7 separate regions of the Mus musculus genome follow, and regions 2, 3, 4, 5, 6 and 7 are each linked to region 1. A link is a contact called in public Hi-C, HiCAR-type and HiChIP or PLAC-seq data. All regions are on one chromosome and are shown on one strand. Each heading gives the region's core, a stretch centred on a gene start, on an enhancer-like site or on the middle of the called end of the contact. The rest is flanking DNA. Distances are from core to core; before and after follow the strand shown.

Region 1 (3,659 bases), core at 1,060-3,559:
GTAAGTCAGATTTTTTAGGACAATATAAAAAACTTTAGAACTGGGGTGTAAGGAGATGGCTCAGTGGTTAAGAGTATCAGCCACTCTGTCCAGAGGCCCCGCTCCCAGCACCCACATGGTGGCTCACACTTGCCCATAACTAGAGTCCCAGGGGATCAGATGACCTCTTTTGGCCTTGGTGGGCACTGCACACAGGTGGTGCATTTACAAACATGCAGATAAGATACTCACACTCACATACACACACACTGAAATTCAAACATGTTTACCCTTTTTGACTTAGGTATACAAATTCTGGGAAGCCATATTTAAGTAGTTACAAAAGTAGATTGAAAACTTTGGAATAGTGAGGACTGCAAAACTACTTAAAAGAGCAAGAAATGAGAAAAAAGAAGAACTTAGATGTGCAGCAGTTAAGAGAATGCTCTGAGTCTCACTGCCCACTTAACAACGGGTGCTTCGCGTGTGACAGTAACTGCTACAGTTACAGCGACTATGTATGGAGGGCCCACCATGTATTTCTATCATGTGCTAGCACAGCTCATGAGCTCCCATGTTCACAATAACCCAAACAAAACAGCTAATGCTATTAATTCACCCACACAAACAGGGAAACGGATTCTGGACTTTATATAATCTCCATCACTATACTAAGTAGTCAACAAATGCTTCTTGCATAAGTTGAACCCTATGTTCATGGATGTATTAAATGAAGACAACAAAAAGAAAATGACAATATCTTTACATACGAATGCCCTGATCCAAATTGAATACTTAAGTGATTTCAATTATGGAGCAGTTTGAAAATACACGAGGAAATATGTCAACTCTGGTTAAAAGTTTCTCCCTGTTGCTTTAAAATGCTCACATGTTCCAGAATTTCTACAGTGAATACAAACCATGAAATATTTCACGATGCTGAGTGACATTTCTGCCACTGGAAACTTTTATTTCAGGAAAGAAGACCTTTACTGTATACAGATCTTGTTACCAAGTTTAGAATGGGAGTTGATGCAGTCTATACATACTTACACTCAAAAGTACAACTCAGGGCATGACTTGGCCTATCACCATGTTTTAAAGTAGTTTCTCGTGCAGTTGAGACACACACACACACACACACACACACACACACACACAGAGAGAAAAAACTACAGATCACCCGGAAAAGTCTCATCGCGCGCACATGGACAAGATATACTAAGTGGAAAAAGTAAAAGAGCAACTTAAGCGGGACAAGGGGACAATAGGAGCCTGAGAACGGGTCTCTGGTGTTGGCTTATAGGAGTCGGGGCCACAGGTAGGCATTATAAACTAAAAGAGAAAGAAGGCAGGGGTGGGGGGGGAGGGGGTCTGATTCAGAAGTAAAAGCGTGCGTGTGCTTGAACTCTTTAGGAAAGGAGGGGTAAGGTCCTTAAGAGAGTGGAAAAGTGCACCGGGACTTTTAGTTTAGATGCTTCAACTACAGAAGGAAGGCAGAAGGTAGAAATGGCTCTCCGAGGGAGTTTGCTAAAGGAGCCTAGAGCTACAGAACCCATTTTTATAAACTCTTAAACTAAGAGGCTAGTGTAATCTGTTACCCTGGTTTCTCTAGACACAAATACAAATGCTACTTTCTACATAGCAATAACAGGCGCTAGAATCGGTCGGATGGAGTAGATCACTGGGAAGGACTGAAGAAAAGGCTCGGTGAGACTAAGATGCAACCCCAGAGGAGGAGAGCAGTCCGCAGACTGGAGAACAGGTTCGGTCATCGGCTGGGGTCGAGGGAGTCAGGGTGGTTGGGCGGGCACTTCTGACCCCAGCTCCATTGACCGAAGGAACCAAGGTAGGTGGAGGCTACGCAGAGGTCCCAGCAAGAAGTCGCATCACCCTGGCCGCTGTCACCGGTGATCGCGGCACGACCCCGACGTGGGCTCCCGTACCTTCTAAGGTGACAGTGTCCAGCTCTCTCTGGGAGTGCTCGGTCGCAGCTGCCTTGCCGTCTCCCTCCCCCGTGGAGCCGCTCCCAGCTGCTGCCTCCTCTTTCATCTCCACATCCTGGGGGGCCGGTGGCGGCGGTTCTTGTTCCCCTCCCGGCGGCGGCTTTGCCTTGTCGGCGCCTCGGCGCCGCGCCGAGCCCTCCTGCTTCATGGCGCCCGGGGTCGAGGCCTAGTCCGGGGACCGAAGCAGGGGCCTCGCGTAAACCCTCACACCAGAGACCAGGCACAGAGCCGGGCCTGCACACCAGCGCGGGCTCGCGTCGGGCCGCACGATGACCGAGCAGCTGCAAACTCCTTCCCGGCGCTGGGGCTTCTGGGAAATGCCAGGCATGGCGAGCAGATGGCCGAGTCCAGGGAGGGAAAATAAATCAACAGCCGAGGTGCACGATGAAGGCGGATCTTCTAGGAAGTGGGAGGAGTCTTCAAGAAACGATGAAGGCGGACCTTCTAGGAACTGGGAGGAGTCTGCAGGAATTTGTGGGACCTGAGAGTGGTGATTTTATCTTCCTCTCTAGTGTACATCTTTGGATGTCCGCGAGAGGTCACTTTAGACTCCAAGCTGGGCTACAACAGACTCTAACATGTAAGTGGGTAGGACCTATCGGAGCTCAGATGGGGATGACATCATGAGTTGCCGGGCAGATTCCTCTCCACCCCCCTAACCCCCGCCCCGGTCAAGCTCTCCCAGTTTGCGCGGGTCAGGTCCCCAATGAAATCCGCCAGGCTCGTGCTCTCAACGCCCGCCAGATGCTTCCAGCACCAGAAAGAAAAGGAGCTTGTGGACGTGTAGCTAGGCTGTTTGGCTTTCGATAAACTGAGCTCAACCCCCAGGGCATCCGAACTTCCTTGTCAAATTTTTGTATAATGCTGAGTATAAGGCATACCTTCTCTGCAGCCTGGGAATGTGGGGGTCGTGTGTATTTGTGTAGAATTAGTCAAATTTAATAATAGGAGTCCACGTTGTATACTGCTCAGGGCCAGTATATATAAGATTGTTGAAAAACCCAACATGCCCAGCGTGGTGGTGCATGCCTTTTATCCCAGCACTCAGGAAGCAGAGACGGGTGGGTTTCTGTGAGTTCGAGGCTCAGCATGGTTTACAGAGTGAGTTCCGGGACCACCAGGGCTACACGGAGAAACCCTTTCCCGAAAAAGTAAACAAACAAACAAACACCAGCTCAAGAATGTAATGTAGGGCTAGGTGTGGTACATAATTTTAATCTCAGTGGTACACAACTTTAATCTCAGCACTAGGGAGATCTTTGAGTTCAAGGCCAGCCTGGTCTACATAGCAAGCTCCAGGACAGCGGGAACTACACAAAAAGACCCTGTCTCCAAAAAAAGAAAAAAAAAAGAAAGTAATGTTGAGGGGGTGGTGAGATGGCTCAAGTGAGTAAAGGTGCTTGCCAAGTATGAAGACACGAGTTTGATCCCTGGGTCCCATGGTAGAAGGAGAGAACTGAGTCTCACGCTTTTCTCTGACCTCCATAAGCATGCTGAGGCTCGAGTTCCCCTCCCCCATAAATAAATGCTTTTTTTTTTTTTTTAAAGGTTTTTCTGTATTGCCCTGGATGTCTGGGAACTCACTCTGCTTCCCAAATGCTGGAATTACAAGCATTTGCCACCACTACTAAGCATAAATGCTTTTTTTTTTAATTAGATATTTTCTTCACTTAC
Region 2 (3,651 bases), core at 936-3,435, 300 kb before region 1:
GAGCCAATCAGTAGAGAACACATTTCCCATTAGGGACCCACTGTTAACAGACAGAAACCCATGCAGGTCTTTGTACTGACTGGGGGAGAAAATATCACGGAGTACGTGAGGACTAATGACCTATCCCTTCATAGGAGTACGCACAGCCCACCTCAGTGCTGAGACCCTCAGCCCCACGCAAGACCCCACCCAGGTATAGAGAGGTGGCAGTTTTCCCTCGCAAGCTGTGAGGGAGCATGCGCTCCAGAACCATTGAGGCCAAGAGTGAGTTCATGGTCCGCCTTTCACTGACTGCGCATGTGTGACTCTCTAAGCCTCGGTTTCCCCGGCTGTAAGGCTGTAAATAGTGCCGGGGTAGCTGAAGACTGAATGAGTGGGTGACTGAGGTAGACAGAAGGGAGAAAAACACCATCTTAAATCGGGAGTCCCTCTTCCTGGCCCACTCGGGTCCCCGTGGATTGTCTATCATGGTCCCGCATCTCCCCGCACCTAGACTGGTAGACAAAGCTCCATATTAGAAAATCCTTGGCAGAAGCTTTTCTCACTGCTGTTGACCTTATGAGGTGCCACACACCTCACGGTAAACCTAGACATTGCTGAGTAGGAAAGACCAGAGCTTTGGCTTAACCACGGTAGCCAGCTATCTCCACATCTTCCTGATGCCCTCACGGAGTATTTCCAAGCACTGGGTTTGGGGTTTCTGTAACACAGCTGAGACCTGGTCATTAAGATGGGCGACTATGACGGGTGTGGTGATGCATACTTAATGTCCTGCACTTGGGAGGCTGAGGCAGGAGGATCATTTACTTCAAGGGCAGCCTGGCCTATACGGTAAGGTCCTGGCCAGCTTGAACTACACAGCGAGACTCTGTCTCGGAACAAAGTAAGAATCTTAGAGTTTAGCTGGCTCAGGTGACAGACCAAGAGATCTTAGCCCAAGTGACCTACATGGCTCATCCAAGGTCCAATAGTGGCAGAACCAAAAGCCCCCCCCCCCCAAAGCCATATTTGTTGTCCCCTAAAAGCCGAAGTTATCTCCCTCTGGCCCACAAGACCCTTCAAAAATGGGGTCAGTTGGTTGTGGTGGACCTAGTCTTCAGTTTGAGGAGTCTGCCAGGAGATAGGGTTCCCATGATTGATCTCTCTGGCTCCCTCAATTAAAAAAAAAAATGTAGCTCTAGTTAGCCTCCGTCCATCGCCAGATGGAGACATGGCTATGGGATGGGCATGGGGGGTAAGGGATGGAAAGAGAAGGCAGGAAGGACCCAACAAGGGGTGTGGCCCTGGATCTATTTCCAGGGTGGAGCCGGACCACAGGTCACCCTGTCCCTTTAAGAGAAGGGGGAGAGCTAGCCCCTCTCAGCCATACTTGTCCTATCATCCATCCCGGCCAAAGCCAAAAAGGAAAATGAAAGAGGGACCCAGAGGGACAGGTCCCAGCTGTCTCTCAAGGTCCTCCGCTCAGCTCTAAGGCCCAGGTCCCGGGGTAAGTGGGGTTGGGGACATCTAGAGGCCACTAAGGGTCTACAGGGACGGGACGTGGTGTATTCTGTGTGTCTGGGGAGGCTTACAAGAGATGCTTGATAATTGCTATCAGAGAGGAGTCGAGGGGGCTGTGCCCGGTCTCCTTGGCTGAGGTTGGTGAGGAAGGGAAGATTGAGGGCGGGCGAGAGATCCTAAGTTGGAAAAACAGGCTTCTGTGTCAGCTTCCAACCCCAAAAGGCGTTCCCTGCTGCGAGGTGAGAGAGAAAGGAGACAGTGGGGGCTCACCCGGCCTGGCCCTCCCCTTGCTCCCAGGGGTCTCAAACAGAAGGAACGTAGAATTCTAGACTCCAGTAGCCGCTCTTGCTCCTGGCACAAAAAGCCAGGCCAGCAAGGTTGGCCCTGAAGAAGAACCTAGAATCTGGGGAACCTTAGGGTCTCCCTAGCCAAGCAGGCCCAGGCCAGGTGTGCGGGGAAATCCCTCCTCAGCACCCCTCTATGCCCATATGAAGGAATCCCATAGCTGAGGATGGACTATCCTCACACTCTGACATTAACTCATTAAACCCCAGAAAATATTCTTTCCCTGGCGCCCTCCGAGATTGTTGAGGGACGGGGGTGGGGGTGGGGGTGGGGGGTGGCGGGGGACAGGGGGTATTCAGCCCGCCCCAGCCTGTGACTACCCCCTTTCCTCGTCCCCAGCGTCATGGGGGAGTGGGCGTTCCTAGGCTCCCTGCTGGACGCGGTGCAGCTACAGTCGCCGCTCGTGGGTCGTCTCTGGCTGGTGATCATGCTGATCTTCCGCATCCTGGTGCTGGCCACGGTGGGAGGTGCGGTGTTCGAGGACGAGCAGGAGGAGTTCGTGTGTAACACGTTGCAGCCCGGCTGTCGCCAGACCTGCTACGATCGCGCCTTCCCGGTGTCCCACTACCGCTTCTGGCTCTTCCACATCCTGCTGCTGTCGGCGCCGCCGGTGCTGTTCGTCATCTACTCCATGCACCAGGCCAGCAAGGAGGCGGGTGGTGCGCAGCTGGCCCCGCCGTGCGCGCGCGGGCGTGCCGAGGCGCCGTGCTCCCCGTGCGCCCTGCGCGCTCGCCGCGCGCGCCGCTGCTACCTGCTGAGCGTGGCTCTGCGCCTGCTCGCCGAGCTGGCTTTCCTGGGCGGCCAGGCGCTGCTCTACGGCTTCCGCGTGGACCCGCACTACGCGTGCGCCGGGCCACCTTGTCCGCACACGGTCGACTGTTTCGTGAGCCGGCCCACCGAGAAGACCGTCTTCGTGGTCTTCTACTTCGCCGTCGGGCTGCTGTCGGCGCTGCTCAGCGTGGCGGAGCTGGGTCACCTGCTCTGGAAGGGTCGCCAGCGCGCCAAGCTGCTCCCGCCGCCGCCGCCGTCGCCCTCTTTGCCATCGCAGCGCGGGGACCCCGACCCTTTCGGCCCGCCAGCCTACGCGCACCGCTCACCGGCAGGCGACAGCGAGGGCGAAGGCGGCAGCGGCCACAGCAAAGCGTCGCTGGCTACCGTGCGCCAGGACCTGGCCATCTAGCGGCGAGATCGGAGGCTGGATATCAGCACCCGGGTCCTTGGAGGCAGAAGGCTTTGCTTCTGAAAGACTGCGTAGGACCCTGCCTGAGCAGAAGATGAGCAGAGGGGACCGCCAGGGTTCGGGTGGGGGAGGTGTCGCACTTCCTAGTGCTGGTTACGGCAGCCGTGTTAAATCAGGGAGGCTCCTCGGTGCTGTGATCCCTGCGGAAAGGGAGGACGCCAAGGGCTCCCCTGAGAGGCGGCAAACCGGCCGTGGGTGACCTGATTGTTGCACCGGGGACAAAAATCAACAGTGATGGCAACATTCCCAGGTTCCCTGCTAATTCAGAGAAGAGTGGTTTTCCGTGAGCGCTCTGCACACACTCTCTCTGGACACACTCAGATGGGTTGGCTGCTCAAGCATAGTAAACCTCTATGAGCTGTGTGTATTTGCATGTGTATGCTTGTGAGGGTCCGCACATGCGTGTGTCCACACGTATACATCTCCCAAGTGACAGGCGATAGAGACCTGGGTTCATGCCTGCGTGCACAGAAATGTACATGTATGTCCTTGAAGGCTCTGTGTGGATGCATGTACGCATGCGTCCTGTGTTAGCTCTGTATACACACCTATACACACGTACATTC
Region 3 (3,293 bases), core at 268-2,767, 380 kb after region 1:
CTGCAATGTGTACAGCAAGGCAGTTAAGCTGAGCTGTTGGCACTTGGGGGACAGGGATGATTCTTAGACCCCAGGACAAAGTCAAAATTCCTAAGCAGGGCCTGTGGAGCGGAGCTGTCTGTGGGAGTCAAACAGTAGGAAGATCTACCCACTGTTACAGCAAAGCTGTGGGCATAATGAGTACGGGCCAGCTCATCTGCCCAAAGTTTTCTGCTGTCTACAGCAAGTCTGGTCCTTACAGGCCCTCTAGCCAGGGTTTCTGTGTGTGCCTTTGTATGTGGAATTCTTACTGCCTAGAATGTCCTTTTGCACCTTACCCACCTGGAAGCTCTCACTCATCAGTTCAGACCTAATTCAAGAGGGGGTTGTGGTACTTGGAAAATGAGGCAGGGGGATTGCTGTAAGTTTGAGGCTAGCCTAGGTTATGGAGTGACATCCTGTCTCAAGGTTACTTGAAGGGTGTGTTGCCCATGCTGGCGATCCCAGCACCTGGAAGGCTAAGGCCAGATGGCCAGGGCCTCAAAGTCATCAGATGCATAGCAAGTTTGAGGTCAGCCTAAGCTACATGAAACCCTATTTCAAACAAACAAAATTAAGGTAGGGGAAAGACCTAATCCAAGCCTCCTTGCCCTCTGCCAACTGCTAGCAACAGCAACAGGCCTTAGAGCCAGGCATTCTGAAGTGGAATCCAGCTCTGCCACTTCCTAATTGGGTGACCTTCATCTGGGTCTCAGTTTCTGAATCTGGAGAATGGGTATGTTGAGGAATAATATGTGTAAAGAGTTTGTTCCCACTGGGCACGGCAGCACATGCCTTTTAATCCTAACACTTGGAAGGGAGAGGCAAATGGATCTCTGTGAGTTTAAGGCCAGCCTGGTCTATAGAGTGAGTTCGAGGACAGCCAAGGTTACCCAGAGAAACCCTGTCTTGAAAAAAAATCTGTTTCCAGATTTGACACAGGAAACCACTAGTAAAAGGTAAGGGCCATAATTACTCTGCCTACTAGGCTGTGAGCTTCCCTGGGCCAGCACTGAGCTGACTCTCTTGGCTCTAGCCTGGACAGCCAGGGATGCTCTTTGCCAAGAGAGCCTCAAAGCACTAGGCAGCACCTTGAGCCCTGCTGGGAGCCATCCCATTCCATTCCGATGCCCTCCCCATTTTCCACAGAGGGAAACTGAGGCCCCAGGGCAAGCGTCTTTAGGTTCTAGTAAGCAATGAGTAGCAGAGCCAGGGTCCATCCTGTGCGCAGCTGACTACAATCAACTCTCTGGGCTCAGTTTCTTCATGTGAGAAATGGGTCGATAGTCACTCCATGGAGTAACATATTGACTGTTGGGAACAGCAAGACTGGGGGAGTGAGTGGGATAATGTTCTATTTAGGATAAAAACTTTCCTGGGGTTACAACTGAGGAACTGACCAGGGTCCCAATTTACCTCTCTCCCCAGGGTGCTTCTGGAGCCTGGGGCCAATTCAGAAAACCTTCCTTTCCCTGGGCCCTCTGCCAGCCCCTCCAACCCTTCCTCCAACCATCCACTGCAAGACAATGGTGGGCTGGCCCGGCCTTTGTGAGAGGGGTCAGGCCAGTTAATCTTGGGCTGGGTTAGGGAGGGGCATTTGGGGGCCAGGAAAGGAGTGGGGGCTGCCGGTGGGGGACACAGCAGCCGGCTGCTGAGAGTTGAGGGCATTGGAGGCAGGGGGCCGAAGAAGTAAAAGCTTGAAACAGGCTTTGGGGAGCGTTTCCTCCGAATGTAGATTTGAGCTCCTATTAAACTTGCCAAAAATTTGTGTTAGCTAATGGATTCTTAATTCTGTCTAAAATGAGAGAGGGAAAATTATGCCATTCATCTTGTATTGGTTTGAAATTACATCTGACACCTAATCGATCATACTGTGGAACATTAACTCTTTGGAAGAGACCCAACTTTTTCTCTCCCTCGCTTTCCAGGGCTCGGGAGCCTCCCCCACCTCTGATTCCTTCTTTTGTATTTCATTAACTTAGCAAAGCTCTGGCTGTCTCTCGGGTGAGGGGTGGAGGCTGGGGAGGGTTCTTTTAAATCAGGGGAGGTAATCAGCACCCCAATCTTTTGCCCCCAAAGAGCCACCACTTTCAACCTTCAAGTGACCTCCACTCTGGCCCGGCTTTTCCCATGCACTTTGAGTCGACATGGCGATGCAGAATTAAAGGCGCTAAAGGCACGCGCGGGGGTGGGTGGGTGGTGACCTCAGAACCACCTTGGGTGCACGGGGGAGAGGTGGGGAGCCAGGCAAAGATAAGCTTGCACCTGGGGCTGGGGCAGGGGCCGTGGCAGGGGGCTCACCCGCGACTGGCCTGGCAGATGGGTGAGGAGGAGAGGGCAGATGACAATGGATTTGCCCGAGGATCCCCAGGAGCTCGAACTGAAAACCCCAACCCCAGACCTTCTTTTCCAGGAGGAGGACTTTCTGGCAGCAAGGAGAAGCCACTGGAGGCCGCCAGGCCTGGGCTAGGCTCCTGGCTGTACTTCTGACAAGCTGTGTGACCTTGGGCAGATTACATAAGGCTCAGAGTCTCGGTTTCCTTCTCTGTCAGGGCAGAGTGGAGACTGTAACACCTCGGCCCAGGGCTGGGGCGGGCCTGGATGGCACAATCCAGTTTAAACTGGGGTAGAGCCCATCACCTGGTGCATAGTAGGTATTCAGGAAAGGTGACAGAGGGCCAGATCACTGGCCCCGCCCCCTGCTTCTTCTGCTTCCTGCTCTTCCTTATTCCAGGCTGTCTGATCCGCACTCTCAGCTCCTTCACTTAGCTCCTCCATCTTTCTCTGCCACTGCCAAGGGCAGATCAAGGTCAGGAGCCCCAAGGTCAAACAGGCCAGGAGGGCTAAGTGGTACCTGAAGGAGGCTGGGGCCCAGGGGCTCCTTTCCCTGCTCCCTCAGGGTTCTCTCCTGCCTGAGGAGCTCCCTCAGAACCTGCCACCATGCTGAGGAGGGATGGGAGGGGGGTGTCCCAGGGAAAAGGAAGGTGAGTCCAGCAGGAAGGAAGGAAGGAACTCTCCATTTGGATCAAAGCCTCTTGCTTTTACTTAAACGCTTCTGATTCTGTCTGTGGATTCCTGGTTTCTGTTCCCAGTCTAAGAGGGGTGGATTGGATCCCTCCGGTGTTTCCATAGACCTGCAATGGCCCAGATTCCACCCCAGCAAGGGGGAGAGAGAGAAGGGGAGAGAGAGAGGAGAGAGAGAGAAGGTGAGGGAGGGGGCAAGAATTTCAAGGATTTCTTCCTTAACTTAGCTTTGGACACCAGGGACGTGTGGG
Region 4 (3,539 bases), core at 322-2,821, 320 kb after region 1:
GCCTGGTCCCTTGATGCATACACTACACAGTACTTCATTCATTCTCACATCTATACAAGGTAGGCACATTACTATCTCCATCTTCCAAAAGAGGAAAGGAAGATACTGACTTCATCAAGGTCTCAAAACAATATCAAAACTCAAGCAGGCTGGTGCATGGGTCTATATGTCAGCTATGACACTAAGAGTGTTCAGAGGACACAGATGGGCAGGGCGGCCAGCCTTTGAGATGGAGGTGGGCAGTGTGGAGATGGTGCTCTCTGAGCAGGACTCCTGAAGGATACATCAGGAGGAGGCCCAGCAGATCAGAGAGGAAAGAGGTGCTGCTATATACACGAAGAACCCTATGTGAGCCAGGCACATCTTACAGTAAACAAGCACACAGTCGTTTCCCCACAGGCAATGGGAAGCAAGCAAGTGACATAACCAGACTCGTGATATAAAAGTCTGCAAGAGCTAGATTCTGAAGACTTGCCTGCAAGCAATTAGGACCACAAGCTGCTGGAAATGTCCAGAGACACGTCAACAAGGGTAGTGACAGAGAAGGTTCAGGGAGTTAGCTATACTGGCACCTCTGAGCAAACAGGGTTAAAAGATGTTAAGGCAATTCCGGAGTTTTTCTCCTGGATAAGACAAGAGTGGAAGGATAAATTTACAGAGAAAAGATCAGCTCACGTTTGAAACCTGTGAGATCATCCCAAAGTGAAGGTATCCCATAGGCATAATTGACAGGCAGCTAATTTGGAGCCCAGGAAGGGGATGTGCTGCTATCGTCCATCTGAATATTCAGTGAACGTGAACTTGATGCGACAACAGTGGATGAGGCCATCCAGGATCAATGCACAGTGAGGCGGGTTGGGCCAGCGTGAACGTAAAGAGATTCTTCTGCCCTCTTGTCAGAGAGGTAAGAGGAAAAATCAGGAAATATTGGGGAGTCAAAGGGTGGAAGTATGTCAGGAATGAAAGCCAACAGTAGCAAGCACTTCTGAGAAGAGTTTAAAGAGCCTTCTTTCTGATATCGTTGGGAAGCTATGCGTGGATGTTTCCAACGGAAGTTGTGGGAAACAGCGGGTGGCAGAGAGGCAGCCGATTAGTATGTTTTTCCCTGAGTCTGGCCCCTTCCCACACCCAATTCTGTCCCCCATAATACTTAGATACCGACTCCTTGCCTCTCCTCTTACTATAAAGAAGGCTTAGGAAAGCGGCCGCAGACGTCCTCCGGACCCTCTCGGGTAAAGACCAAGACACCCCCTCCCCAGCCCTGCGCGCGCAGCAGCGAGTGGAGAGGAAGGGGGCGGAACCCGGAGCGCGAGGGGTGTGGGCTGGGTCGGACCGAACCAAAGACGGACACCGGGCAGGAAAGCGGGATCCGTCGGGTAGAGACAGCTCTTGTACCACCGCCCGGTGCCTGCGACCGCCGCACAACCCACCTGCTTCATGTCACCACGGCCCCCACTCTTCCTGCCTCAGCCGCAGTCCCGCTCCACGGCCTGGCAACTCCTCAGAGCGGAAGGAGAGCTCCCGGCGGCGCTACTTCCGCCGCTGAGCCCGTCCCCCCCGAGCCCGCCCCCAAAGCCAACCCGCCCCCCCGAGCCCGCCCCCAAAGCCAATCGGGATTCGTGTGACCCTGAAGCTCCGCCCCGGTCCGCCCCTCTCTCGGAGACGAGGTCCGGAAGCGGAGCCACAACCGAAGTTAAACTGTGTAAGACCGTGCAGGAGCAAGGGATAAAACCCCAGGGTGTCTTGGTTATTAGATCATACAGGCCTGACACTGTGGAGTGAAGGGGAACTGTGTGAGGGCCGATTTGTGAGCACAAGTCCCTTGGAGAAATCCATTTTTCGTTTTTGAGACGTTCTCAGGTTGGCCACGAACTCAGCCTTCCAAGTTCTGAGATTACTGACGCGCAGCACCACATCCATCACACATATTTAAAGGACCTTTGTTCTCCCCTGGCTTTTAGCCATCTCCCTCAGGAGCTAGTATGTCTGCCATGCGTATAGCCTGCAGGAAAGGCTCCTTCCTGGGAAGGGCTGGACACGAGAGGCAAGATCCTGACCCTAAGATAACCACCATTTTTCCTGTCAGAACATACCATTACTTCCCGGTCTCTCCTCCCTCCCCTGAAAGAGGAGTCTCAGGACAATTATTTACAAAGATTTATTACAGCGTAGGAGGGGTTCAGGCCTAGAGTAAGGGAAGAAGGGGAAGGGAACCAAGTTGCTGGAGGACAAGGAGAACCAGGCTCCCCCCACTGTGTGGCCCCCTAAGGACAGATAGTAAGTGCATTCCTGGCACCAAAGCACAAACAAAACGCAGCAAGCAGCCTCTGCCAGTCCATCTTGCAGGCACCCAGCAGGAATGGGATACTAAGGGAGGGACATGTTGAGGCTCTGCAAAGAATGCGTGAGACCTGAGCCCTGGTTGAAGTCTATGAGAGGGTTGGGGACTCAACGCCCACCACTGGTAGGGGAAGGAGGAGATCTCAGGGCACCTGTAGGCTCTCAGTACCTCCTTTCCCCAGATCTTAGGACCTGCCCTGTGGGTCTCCTGTGCCCAGGGGAGAGAATCTGGAGAGGGAGGGGACTTGTGGAGAATAAATGGTTGTTTATGGCCTTCTGGGGTTTCCAGTGTGGGCTCTCTCACCTCCCTACTCCCACCGGGTAAATAGAAGAATGACTGGCAGGGAAAGGCATTGGGGACTCTGGGCTTCAGCCAAAGCAAACAGAGACCAGCCTTAGTCTTCTAAAAGTCAGAAGCCGCAGCCCTAGCAGGTGAAAGACAGGGTACAAAGGAGGGTGGGGACAGAGTGGGTTTCTGGGGAACACTTCCTCCTGGGAGATACAGGGCTCTGAGCTTATGTGCCAGGCTCAGGGGGGGCTGGGATGCTGAGGTTCCTCTCCAGGCTCTGAAAGACAAATAAAGAGGACTCAAGGCCAGGCTTGGCCCATGAGGTTCCCACCCACCTCCCCAGCCCACACTCCAAAGCTCACCACTTAGTGTTGCTCTGCCTTCCACTTGGTCCTCAGAGTTTCCATCTCTCTGGGGCTCATCCAGAGGAGGTGGGCGCTCCCAGGGCCCCTCCAGACCCCGGCCACAAGTAGGCTTCTGCCCCACTGAAAGAGAGGGCATACATACATAGGCTGAGTGCCCCTCTGGTGCTCTCTGATGGCTTGAGGTTGAGCTTCTGAGACATCCATTGCTGCATAACGGGCAGAACACTGGCCTGGACTTCTGTCCCCGTGATTGTAACTTAGTTCATGGGCACTTTTCCAAAGGAAATATTATGTAAGAAGATCGGTGTAGATTACCTTAGATAATACCTTCTGGGAAGCTGGGTGTGGAGGCTTACACTAAAAATGCAGCCATCAGGAGGCTGAAGCAGGAGGATTGCTTTGAATTCAAGGTCATTGATTAAGATTGAGGTGCACTGTTAAGATTCGGGCCAACCTGGATTGCAGAATGAGATCCTATACTCTCAAGAGGCCCAGAACTGGTCTCCAGAGTTATTCCGGAATTCGGGAAATTGATGTTGTTCCTT
Region 5 (3,523 bases), core at 635-3,134, 360 kb before region 1:
CTGTCAGAGGAGGGACAATAACCAGAGTCAGGGAGACAGTGAAAGGCAGAACACGCAGAAGGAGTCACTGTCAGGACATCAAAAGAGCGAGAGCGTCTGAGATGGAAGTGGAAGGACTGCAGAAAACCAAACGAAGTCAGAGCAAGAGAAGGAAACTAGTCAGGCTCAAGGAGACCGAGAAAAAGAGAAGTCGGGGCTGTTTGGTGAAACTGGAAGTTGAGAGATACGGCAGGAAATAGCAGACGGACAAGAGAAAGGTTCCAAGAAGAAACGGAGAAAGGTCCACCGACAAGTGGACAAAGGAGAAGGAATAAATGCAAGATCTGTCTGTCTAGCCCTCCTCTCTTCTCAGTCCCATATACCCAAGGGGTCTGCAACTCGGGACCAGCAACCAGCATTTCCCTCCAACCCCCTCAGATGGCACCTGCCAGAAGGAAGGAGCAAGAAACCTGGATGTGCCAACCTGGCAGAAAGAGCCCTGCCTTCTCTTCCTTTGCTTTCTGAGCCTTTGGGGGAAGTCCAAGTCGCATGTTCTTTACCCCAGAGGTTCTTCTGAATTGTATGTCCCACTTCACCCCAGGGTGATGAGTGAAAGGCCCAGCCCCTGGCTCCTCACACCTCTCACCTGAGACTGGGTGTGTGGATCAGGCTCTGGATCAGGAACAGAAAGGAACCGTCCCAACACACACACACACACACACACACACACACACACACACACTGCCTCCCGCTCGAATACACATACCATCCTTATCACACAAACGTGCACAAGCACACCATCCTTATCACCCCCACAGACACTTGCACACACGTATGCACATGCGCATGTACACACACACCATCCTTATCACCCCCCACAGACACATGCACACACGTATGCACATGTGCATGTACACACACACACACACACACACACACACACACACGCACGCACACCTTATCATCGCAGTCATCTAACTCTAGATGACAAATGTAACTGAATCAGGTCATTTAACTTACCTCAGGAGCCAGGCTTACCACTGAGGCCAAGGCCCCTCTTCCCAAAGAAGTACTTAGGAGGTTTGAGATGAAGAGGTGGGGTAGGTTTCCCTCGACCAGTGGCAACTGGTGCTGGGATTAAATGCCAGCATTCTTGGCTGTTTCTAAGCTCTGCCACGTACCTCCCTTCTCCTCAACTCACAGGGGGCATTGACGGGCCTTCCAGGCCAGCCAGAATGGGAACTAAGTTGCAGGGAGGAGGGTGTTTGGGAAATGTGGCCGAGGGAAGGTAGGTGTACCTTACCAGAGGTCTGCAGGCTTTCCTGGATGGCTTCGATTTCCGACAGCTCCGTGCACACGCCTTGCCCGTGCATCAATGTACGCAGGGGCTTCTCCACCCCCCGGGGAGGGTAGCAGCGCATGCCTGAGCCACAGCGTGGGGTGTACACCCCGCAGGGCATCCCCAAGCCCAGGGCGCAAGTGGCGCAACAACCGCAGCCTGGCTCCCGCACCAACTCCTCGCAACCCACGGGGGGGCGGCAGCGCGCCAGCTTCTCCTCGGAGCAAGGGGGGCAGTGGATGGCTTCGTCGCCCAGGCTCGGCCGAGGCCCTGCGGCCAGCAGCAGGGCGGCCACGAGGCCGAAGGGCAGCATGGCGAGGACGAGGGTGGGGCGCAGGAGGGGAGCGCGGGCTCGCGAGCGGGCTGCAAGGGACCCGGAGGCAGCGCCCAGAGAGCTTAGAGAACCAGACCCGGAGGGCGCAGGGACACGGGGCGACCCCGGCAGGCAGAGACGGAGCCGGGGAAGTTAGCAAGCACGCTGGAGCAGAGCGAGCCTGGCCACCGAGGCGCTGCGCTGCATCCTCGGCCGGCCCAGCAGGCGGCGGGGGGCAGGGGGCTGAGCGGCTGCCCGGGACCGGCTCCCGGGACTTTATACCGGCCCCCTGGCCACACCCCCAGCGCCGTCCCCGAGGTGGGAGAGCAGGGGAGGGCGAGGGGGAACTGGAGCAATGGAGCGGGAGAAGAGGCCGTTAGGGGGGAGGGGGCGCTGGCCTGAGTCGCCGCCACCGCTACAACATCTGAAAGTCCTTTGCCCCGCCGAAGAAAGCGACGCAGTTTGGAAGCGGTGGCCTGCGCGCGGAGAGCCTCTGAGCTGGACCCTGAAGAGGAAGCAGGGCGAGGGGAAACGAAGGGGATGTTGCTTTGCCCCCCTCCCTCGACCTCGAAGGAGTCCTTCCCAGACACCTAGGAGATCCTCCTGCTGCCACAGAAAACCTGACCTCATAGCGGATTCAAGATTCTCTTGTTCAGTTCCCATCCCTGGCCAGAGTCCTCCGGTCACCCCCACCCACCCCCCGGGTATGTCCAGTCAACCTCTAGAGACCGCGCTAAAGTGGGACAAGGCGACTAAGCACTCTGTAAAGGGTCCAGGAGAGTTCTGGCCTCAAGGTGCTAATAGGCAGTCTTCTCACTTGCCCCTGAACCCCTGTCGCTTGACCCCCGCCCCTGGTTCCATTTGGGCCTTGCTGCACTCTGCTTCCAGAACTCCAGAACAAAGTGCCAAGCCTCTTCCTCCTTCCTAGATGTTGTTCCCTCTACCGCCCTGCTTAGATTCTGGAAGGAGACTGCCATTGGCTTTGTACAAGATGTGAGTCGAACAACTCCAGGGGGCTCCACTTCATGTACTCATTGTGTGTTTGCATAGTTACTGCAACAGTTTCCCAGTAGATGGCAGTCAAAGATTTCCAGAAAGAGAAGCGGCCTTTTAATTTTCCCGACGCCACTTTGCCCCTGGGTGATAAAGGGATTATTGATAAATATATCCCTTCCCCTCGCAGCAATTCTGTTGGAAACGGGAATTGATCTAGAGTCGCGTTTGGAGGAGAGACCCACCTCCTACCACCTTCTTTTTCATTTCTCCCTACGCCTCCTCATCCTCCCCAACCAAGGAGTTCGCTTCTTGTGTCTGTCCAGGCACAGTCGGAGGACCGAAGGATTTTGCGGGTGGATGGGGTCCGGAAGGGTTGGGCTAAACATCCAAGGAGCAACCAACCTAAAGATTTCCTAGACCTCTTCCGGTTCTTTGTCCCAGAGTCGGGGTCTTTCAGCCTCGGAGGAATTAGGCCACCTCCCACTTTCTGCACCGCAGACTGTTGGCGCGGTTGGAGGGAGAAAGGCACCAAGACCCGGACCTGGAAGACTGATCAAAAAGTTGCGAACTGACGGCACCTACTGGCAACCTCTAAGACTGCAGGAGGGTTGAAGTGATAGGATTCCTTCCCTCAGTCCCATCGCAAGGATAAAGTTGGGTCTCTCCTGTCTCATCTGCCATAGAGAAAAGTGAACAGAACGGGTTCTTGAAGCTCCTGGGGGAAGACAGCGGGTTTTTTGTTTTTGCTTCTGTTTTGTTTTGTTTTTGATTCGGAAGCCAGTCCCTGCCCCCATCCTCGTCCTTAAACCCAGTCAGCCTTATACTTAATGCACCAAGTTGAAGTTGGTGTCTAGCTAAAAGGAAGCCTATGCCACTTCTTGGAGCTCCTGTGGGAA
Region 6 (3,272 bases), core at 608-3,107, 480 kb after region 1:
CTACTCAGATAATATACAGCTCCTGTTCTGTTGTTGTGGACAGAGATGGGTCTATACATGAGACAGGATAGATAATTTCATAGATAATTTCAAATTAACAATCTTTCTTACAAAAATAGCAAGCCGAAGGCATTATTAGCACATATTTCAAAGAAAATTTTGAAAACTACCAGTGTTTCAACACTAAGTAAGTGGTCAACATTGGTACTGTAAACAAATCTCAATCACTTTTTGCTAAACTCTATCAAAAAGTACTCTCGTTATCTTAATTTTCACTTAACAGTTAAAAGACAGGACTTTTCAGAAGTAAAACAGTGATAACTATAGACTTGGGAACATGGTAGACAAAATTGATTACGATAACTTATGCAAACAGTAGAAACGAAAATTTGTAACTTCTTAAAATTCTCTTGTGAGTTCCAATAAAGTTTAAGCACTGGTATCAACACGACTTACAAAATTTTAAGACAAAGCAACAAACAGCTAAACGAGTTCTGAAGACTATGCACCCGCTAGGTAGAAGCAAGTTCTCACAGCTGAAAGTTCTCCATTACTGCAAAGTACCTTACCTACCTTGCTTGAATAGTTGGAGGCACTTGGAATGTTTACTTCTCAATTGGGCGAGGGGAAAGCCAAACTTACCTAAATGACTTGTCAAAGAAGAACACTGAAAGCTTTAACAAAATGTTAAAGACTCATTTTCAATTCCTCCCAACCGACCCTACCTTAGGAAGGACAGACAACAGCTCACCTGGGGAGTGGACTCCGACTCAGAGACCTCTTGCTCAGGAAAGGGCTGCTTGATCGCCTTCGGCCATAGGGGCTGGGTGATCTCCCGCTGTAAGAGCCGCTCCTTTCATAGCTGGAGGACCGTCTCCGGCTATAGGGACTCACAGACCTCTGTCGTCGGCTGTAAGGACTGGGTGACCGAGTGCTGGACTGGTAAGCAGAAGGCTCTTTGTAAGGTGGGCTGATTGACTGCCTTCTTGAGGTACTTCCAGGACTCTTCTTGTAGGAGTCATAGTTGCTAGAAGTGTGAGACCTTGGGGGGCTAAGATCGTAGTCTTGGCCATAAGAAGCTCCGGAAGGGCTGTCATCTTGCTTGGAACTGTCAGACCATTTCCTATGGGGACTCCTGGATCTCCGTTTAGGGCTAGCCACGGTTTTGTAACTTTTGGGTGTTTCCCTTTTCCGATGACTTTTACTCCGGTCCTTGTATCCAGACTTTAACTCTCGCTCTTTGCGGGTCTTCTCCTTGTGCATTTTGGACGACCTGGATTCCTTGCTGCCGCTTTTGGATAGCTGGGCCTTCCCATAATCATCACTCCCCTCCACGGACCGTTTGGAACTGCCCGATACCCGGTCCTTCATAGATCCAGATTTGGAGACTTCCTGATTTTTTTCCTTTTCCGTCTGTTTAGTTTTTAGCAAGTCTCGGGACCGCCGGTGCTGGTGGTGACGATGTCGGTGCAGGCGATCGCTCCGATCCGTTCCCCGACGTTCCTCGTTCTCCCTCCGGTCTGATTTGAAGGCCGTGTCATCGGAGAAGGTGTCTGAATCAGAGCTGATGTCATCGTACTCCACCAGTGGTTTGATTATGGTACCCAAAGATGCCGCTTCGGGGGTCACCAGCCCCACGTCTTTGGAGTGCTTGGACTTATGCCGCTTGTGCTTCGACACCAAGCGGTGACGCTCCCTGCTGTTGGAGCTGCCACCTCCCGATGACGGCTGCGAAGTTCCAGAAGCTCCTCCGCTCCCGTCCTTCTTGCCCCCATGTCTCTCGGAATTGGGCATTCCCTTTCCCCGGGCCTGAAGCAGGGGAAAAAGTTCCCCGGCGCTCCAAAAAGCCCCACCCTCCCCCCCAGCCCCGACTCCACGCCCCCCGAAGAGCCCCTAGACGGGGGTGGGGAGGGCAGGGACCGCAGGCGAGGCTCCTCCTCCCTCTCGCCGCCTCAGCGCCCTCCTACATGAGGTGGGGGGTGAAGGAGAGAGGGAAGAAACCAAGAGTTCCTCGGCACGGGAGGAGCGCGACGCCGGGAGCTGCTCGAGTCCGCCCCTCACGGCCGCCCACCCCCGCCGAGCCGATATTCGGGCCCGCGAGCCCTGGCGCTCAAGGAAGTAGGAAGGCGTCCGCCGGAGCCTGTGGGGCCGACGGCGGCTCTGGAGCCCCGGGAGGACTACGCAGGCCCTTCCCCTACCCGGTCGCCCGGCTCGGGGCGGCTGGCTTCCTGTCGCCAGGCCTCCGCGGCCTAGGTTGCCTCAGCTCCCCCCCTTTGTCCCTCGTGCCTGAGGGAGCCCCCTTCGCTAGCCTCCGCCTCACACCGACACCTCACAGCCACATCTCACTCCCTCGCCCAGACTCACTCACACACTAGATTAAACCGAAACGGCACTAGAGGGGGAGGGGGAGGGGCGAATGCCGCAAGTATCGCGAGACTCCGCTGGACTCCCGCGATACTTGGCGCTTCCCTTTTCACCTCGACACATTCCTTCACCAGAAAACGCGAGAACGGGACCCAAGCCGCAAACGCAGCCCGTTAGATTCTCGCGATACTTTTCCAACTCCCCCTTTTGGGGGGCTTTATAGGAGCGGAAGTTGCGGAGATTACCTTTAAAATTTAAACCTAAATGGTAATTCTTTGATTAAATATCCCCAGGTTCCGGTGGGGATGGGTCTTAGCACAGCTTGTAAGAAGTCTTTTGATTTAATAGGGTTTAAAAAAAAAAAAAAAAACAAGGGACAAGTGAACATTGGGGACATTACAGCGCAAGTTTGAATATTGGGGATTCTGGTAGGGCTTGGGTTTCTGAGACAGGGTTTCTCTGAGTAGCCTTGGCTGTCCTGGAACTCACTCTGTAGACCAGGCTGGCCTCGAACTCAGAAATCCGCCTGCCTCTGCCTCCGGAGTGCTGCGATTAAGGGCATGGAGCACGCACCACCACCGCCCTGCTTTAAGTCTGAATGTGCAAACAACGCTTGGTACTGCGGAATTTGCTGAGTTTAGGCGTTTTGCATTCATTTTCTCTGCCCTCACACCCATGGGACACTGTCCTCATTGCGAATTTACAGGCAAGGACTCCCGGATTCAGGGGGGCTAGTCAGTAGAAAGGTTAGAGTGCCAAAGTTGGGGGAAATGTCAGGATGTCTTACAGCACGTTCTTAGTAACCCAGGCTGGACTCCCAGTTGTGGCTATTCAGCCTCAGCCGTTTCTCGACTGCTGGGATGTTTTACCATAACAAACGTCCAGTTTCTACAAACAGAGAAGACAAT
Region 7 (3,555 bases), core at 202-2,701, 340 kb before region 1:
CCAAAAAAAAGGTCTTAATTGCTGAGTCCCTAGTGGCCCTAAGCATTGAAGTCACCCTCCTTTATTAACACACAGGACAAGGCTAAAAACACTGAAGACAGGATCAGAACAAGGTTAAAACTCTACTCCTTTGGTTTTCCCACCAGCCAGGCCACATTTCTTCATTGGCCTTCTCTTTCACTTTGCCAGCAGGGTTGTTGTTGGACACGTGAAGTTATTTAATAATGGTTGATCTTGGGCGCCTTTTGGAAAGGAAAAATGTTTAAATTTAAGAAATTCCTTGCTGATAATAGCGATTTTTTTGAGGGTGGTGGTGGGGTTAGAGAAAGGGTTTCTCTGTGTAGCCCTGGCTGCTCTGGAACCTGCTCTGTAGACCAGGCTGGCCATAAACTCCAAGATCCACCTGCTTCTGCCTCCCAAGTGCTGGGATTAAAGGGGTGGTGTCGTCACACATAACCAGTTTATATCTACCATTTTTACTTTTAGCACAGGAAATTGAAGCTTCCTCCATCGAGAACCCACCAAGCCCCCACCTCTTATGTCAAATTGAACGGTGCTCTAGACTGCATTATGCATAGAGGGCAAATATAAAGAGCTCTTGTAGATTCCCTCAGCAGCTGACTGAGGGAGAAGTTCCCGTCTCATGAGGGCCTCTCAGCTCCACTGAAGAAGCATGAATGAATCTTTGTATCAGGGGTGATCCACAGGGAGTGTTAGTGCTGCTCGCGATTTTGCTGGCATCTCTATACTCTTCGTGTGTGGCAGCCTAAGACCGCAAGCAGAAGAACTTGCCAGAACTTTGCCAGCATTAACTCAGCGCTTCTCAACTTCCTAAGGTTGCGACCCTTCAACATAGCGTCTCATGTTGTGATGCCCTGCTACCATAATTATTCCATTGCTACTTCATAACTGTAATTTTTTTGCTGCTGTTATGAGTTGTAAGGTAAACTATCTGATATGCGACCCCCAAGAGTCACGACCCACAGGCTGAGAACCGCTGCCTTGGCCAGCCTTGAGGGAGGGATGGCGTTGTTTCCTCGGTCAGGAAAAAAAAAGGAAAACTCATCGCAGGATTAAGACTCTGTAATCTCAACAGATCTGAAATAAAGAATGAGCATCCGTTTTCTAGTTATATTCAGAAGGACGGCTTAGTCAACCACTTTGCACTTCCAAAATGCCTTCCCTCTCTTCAGAGTGTCTCTCAGAGCACATGGACCTTCCTCATTGGTCAGATTTTCTGTCAGTACCACCAACAATTGCTATTGGTCCATTTTGAAGATTCTCCCGCCTTCTTTTACCTAATTGGTTTATTCGAAAAGGCGGTCTTTTGTTCGAATAAAAGACGATCTACGATTGGTTACTGCAAACAGAGCCAATGAGAGCGAGTCGGTGATTGGTTCCTCTGATTTGGGCGGGCTAGATAAAGGTTCAAATGAAACTAGGGAAGCTCTCCTAACCGACAAGCGTCTGTGAGGGGAGCGTCCAGGTCCCGCGTCGCGCGTCGCGGGTCGCCTAGCGTTTCCCGCTGGTTTTGTCGCTTTCCGGATTCTCGAGCCTCTTCAGGACCGTCACCATGGAGTTGTCACCGCTGCAGGTACAGCTCGCGGATGGGGCCGGGTAGTAGAGCCTTTACGTGGCCTCTGCGTTCATGGCTGACGGCGAGAGTTGAGGTTCCAGGGCCGAGCGCTGGCCGGCGACCGGCTGGATCCGGTCAGCCCCATCTTCTGGGCCTTGAGGGGTCGTGGACTGGGTGAAGCTCTTTCCGAAATGATATCTATAATCTAATCTGGGTTCTTGAGTGTTGTGTTTTTATTGTTTGTGGGAGCAGGTTCAACTAGTCCTGCGATCGGTCTGTAGTCTAATGGCTTCTGTGTGACTTCCAGCCGGCTTATACTCGAATTCAGTGGCCCTCTTCCCTTCCCTGGGTGATTTGAATAACTCATCACGGAAGGTGCAGAGCATGGCAGTTCCCATTGAGGAGCTGGCCGACCGAGTGGCTCAAAAAAAGTCCAGTTTCGGGATGTGAATGTAGCCAAGGGTTTGCATTGCTAGCATCCCAACTGCTACGGGTGGATACCATCTGTAATCGGCACGAGCCTATGTCGGCACTCACTAAATATTTTCCCATTAGATGGAAGAAGTTGAGTGTAGTTTATCGATGACATAAAAAATATTACTCAAGGCAGAAATGTCCATACTTGCAGAACTAAAATACCTATTTAAACGGGCATCTGTAGCCAGACCTAGTGGGGCAGGCCTGAAATGGCAGCTGCTCCAGAGACTGAGGCAAGAGGATGCCTTAAGCTATTTAATGGGACTCTCAAAAACAGCAACAGGGGGTGAAAAAAATGGTCTGGGAATTTTGCTCAGTGGTCAGAGCATTTGCCTAGCATGTGCATGCAAGGGGGGGTGGGGGGACCTTGGGTTCCATCCCCAGCATCACGAATACTCAAACCACAGAACCTAATCACAAGGATTTTAATTGACTTGTTCGTTCAAAACTATGTAAACTCTACCAGTACCTACAAGCAGGGGATAGATGGTGATAGAGTGTATGGACTTTATCATTGTTGCAGATATTTTGTTGACCACTTCTGATAAACTTGTGGCTAAAATTAAGTTTATTTTTAATTCCCCTAATGGCTAGCCTGTAAATGAAAATATGCTAATGAACAAAAAGAAGAATGAAGATGGCAAGAAAAGATTGTCTATTGAAAGAATCTATCAGAAAAAAACACAACTGGAACATATACTGCTCCGCCCAGATACCTACATTGGCTCTGTGGAGTTAGTGACCCAGGTAAAACCAAACTAGCAAAGTGCGCTTGCTTTATTGTCATGGCATACTTTGTCAGGATTTTTTTTTTTTTTTTTACTTATTTACTGTCATTGGAACTGATCCATCATTCATGTATATACTGCAGGCGTGTGTGTGTGTGTGTGTGTGTGTATGTGTGTGTGTGTGTGTGTGTGTTTCAACATTCTAGAAGACCACTCCTGGTTGTGTTGGTGCACGCCTTTGATCCCAACACTCAGGAGTCAGAGGCAGGTGGATCTCTGAGGCCAGCCTGGTCTGTGTAGCCAGTTTCTGGCCAGTCAGTGCTACATAGTGAGACACTGTCTCAAAAAAGAAAAGGCTAAGAGTGTTAATGACAAAACAATAAATAGATAGATAGAGAGATAAAAATAACTTTCTTTGCCTTTTCTAGCAAATGTGGGTTTACGATGAAGATGTTGGCATTAACTACAGGGAAGTCACTTTTGTTCCTGGTTTGTATAAAATCTTTGATGAGATTCTAGGTAAGTAAATATTTTGATATAAAGATCTACTGGTTAAGTCCTAGGTATCATTCATAGCAAACCTTCTGTAGACATAGCTGCTGTCATTTCAAGTAGTTAGTGGTCAGAAGTGAGACAGTCGGGCTGCACGCGGCAGCTCACACCTTTAATCCCTGCACAGGTGGGTAAATGTCTGGATTGAAAGTCGGCTTGATCTACATAATGAGTTCTGGGGCAGTTAGACCCTACCTCAAAAAGAAAAAAGAAAAAGAAAGA

Evidence for each region. A called contact is a pair of places that touch in the nucleus more often than the background predicts. HiCAR-type assays count read pairs that join an accessible place to other places. HiChIP or PLAC-seq counts read pairs in DNA pulled down with a chosen protein or histone mark.
Region 2: a contact with region 1 is called in a Hi-C map of CD8 T cells, with 1.9 times the contacts expected there. The contact joins the promoter of Gjd3 here to the promoter of Psmd3 in region 1. A contact is called at or near these places in 5 of 39 promoter capture datasets (the 3T3-L1 cell line, the C10 cell line, embryonic stem cells and 1 more), 17 of 484 Hi-C or Micro-C datasets (the C10 cell line, CD8 T cells, the G1E-ER4 cell line and 8 more), 9 of 115 datasets of contacts at active chromatin or transcription factors (embryonic forebrain, embryonic stem cells, large pre-B cells and 2 more) and 1 of 9 other capture datasets (adipose tissue).
Region 3: a contact with region 1 is called in a Hi-C map of embryonic stem cells, with 2.4 times the contacts expected there. The contact joins the enhancer-like site here to the promoter of Psmd3 in region 1. A contact is called at or near these places in 1 of 15 datasets of contacts at CTCF or cohesin (large pre-B cells), 1 of 484 Hi-C or Micro-C datasets (embryonic stem cells), 7 of 115 datasets of contacts at active chromatin or transcription factors (the SCID.adh cell line, T-cell acute lymphoblastic leukemia, differentiating embryonic stem cells and 4 more) and 2 of 9 other capture datasets (liver and pancreatic islet).
Region 4: an HNF4G HiChIP or PLAC-seq map of pancreatic cancer cells shows a contact between it and region 1. The contact joins the promoter of Stard3 here to the promoter of Psmd3 in region 1. A contact is called at or near these places in 6 of 39 promoter capture datasets (the C10 cell line, cranial neural crest, erythroid cells and 3 more), 15 of 484 Hi-C or Micro-C datasets (B cells, the N1E-115 cell line, Th1 cells and 7 more), 15 of 115 datasets of contacts at active chromatin or transcription factors (the SCID.adh cell line, astrocytes, cardiomyocytes and 10 more) and 2 of 9 other capture datasets (adipose tissue and liver).
Region 5: a contact with region 1 is called in an HNF4G HiChIP or PLAC-seq map of pancreatic cancer cells. The contact joins the promoter of Igfbp4 here to the promoter of Psmd3 in region 1. A contact is called at or near these places in 1 of 115 datasets of contacts at active chromatin or transcription factors (pancreatic cancer cells) and 1 of 9 other capture datasets (liver).
Region 6: a contact with region 1 is called in a HiCAR-type map of embryonic stem cells, with 3 times the contacts expected there. The contact joins the promoter of Cdk12 here to the promoter of Psmd3 in region 1. A contact is called at or near these places in 1 of 39 promoter capture datasets (neural stem cells), 2 of 484 Hi-C or Micro-C datasets (CD4 T cells and embryonic stem cells), 9 of 115 datasets of contacts at active chromatin or transcription factors (astrocytes, bone marrow-derived macrophages, double positive thymocytes and 5 more) and 1 of 9 other capture datasets (liver).
Region 7: an H3K4me3 HiChIP or PLAC-seq map of pro-B cells shows a contact between it and region 1, with 3 times the contacts expected there. The contact joins the promoter of Top2a here to the promoter of Psmd3 in region 1. A contact is called at or near these places in 1 of 39 promoter capture datasets (the 3T3-L1 cell line), 1 of 115 datasets of contacts at active chromatin or transcription factors (pro-B cells) and 3 of 9 other capture datasets (adipose tissue, embryonic stem cells and liver).

Annotation. Positions count from the first base shown.
Region 1 is chr11:98,681,204-98,684,862 of GRCm38.p6, reverse strand. It overlaps Psmd3 (proteasome (prosome, macropain) 26S subunit, non-ATPase, 3), which reads right to left and starts at 2,309. Exons shown (of 12, transcript NM_009439.1): 1 at 1,926-2,309. The coding sequence starts at 2,133.
Region 2 is chr11:98,981,554-98,985,204 of GRCm38.p6, reverse strand. It overlaps Gjd3 (gap junction protein, delta 3), which reads left to right and starts at 2,185. Exons shown (of 1, transcript NM_178596.3): 1 at 2,185-3,651. The coding sequence starts at 2,189. The coding sequence ends at 3,025.
Region 3 is chr11:98,297,270-98,300,562 of GRCm38.p6, reverse strand. It overlaps Gm31317 (a long non-coding RNA gene), which reads left to right. Exons shown (of 3, transcript XR_389006.2): 3 at 1,447-1,695. Among named protein-coding and RNA genes, the nearest start is that of Gm31194, 4.3 kb to the right of the region's middle. Within about 2 kb of position 1,517, at least 18 of the 459 cell types and tissues checked have an H3K27ac peak or open chromatin away from gene starts, as enhancers often do. A contact at or near this core is called in differentiating embryonic stem cells, embryonic stem cells and liver, where this site is marked.
Region 4 is chr11:98,356,400-98,359,938 of GRCm38.p6, reverse strand. It overlaps Stard3 (START domain containing 3), which reads right to left and starts at 1,571. Exons shown (of 15, transcript NM_021547.3): 1 at 1,431-1,571. It overlaps Ppp1r1b (protein phosphatase 1, regulatory inhibitor subunit 1B), which reads right to left. Exons shown (of 7, transcript NM_144828.2): 6 at 2,992-3,114; 7 at 2,143-2,906. The coding sequence ends at 2,869. It overlaps 1700003D09Rik (RIKEN cDNA 1700003D09 gene), which reads left to right and starts at 1,656. Exons shown (of 3, transcript NR_045477.1): 1 at 1,656-1,702.
Region 5 is chr11:99,039,605-99,043,127 of GRCm38.p6, reverse strand. Igfbp4 (insulin-like growth factor binding protein 4) reads right to left here and starts at 1,884. Exons shown (of 4, transcript NM_010517.4): 1 at 1,283-1,884. The coding sequence starts at 1,631.
Region 6 is chr11:98,201,890-98,205,161 of GRCm38.p6, reverse strand. It overlaps Cdk12 (cyclin-dependent kinase 12), which reads right to left and starts at 1,857. Exons shown (of 14, transcript NM_001109626.1): 1 at 752-1,857. The coding sequence starts at 1,794. Gm38963 (a long non-coding RNA gene) reads left to right here and starts at 2,532. Exons shown (of 4, transcript XR_880193.2): 1 at 2,532-2,631.
Region 7 is chr11:99,022,085-99,025,639 of GRCm38.p6, reverse strand. Top2a (topoisomerase (DNA) II alpha) reads left to right here and starts at 1,451. Exons shown (of 36, transcript NM_011623.2): 1 at 1,451-1,594; 2 at 2,648-2,800; 3 at 3,210-3,300. The coding sequence starts at 1,574.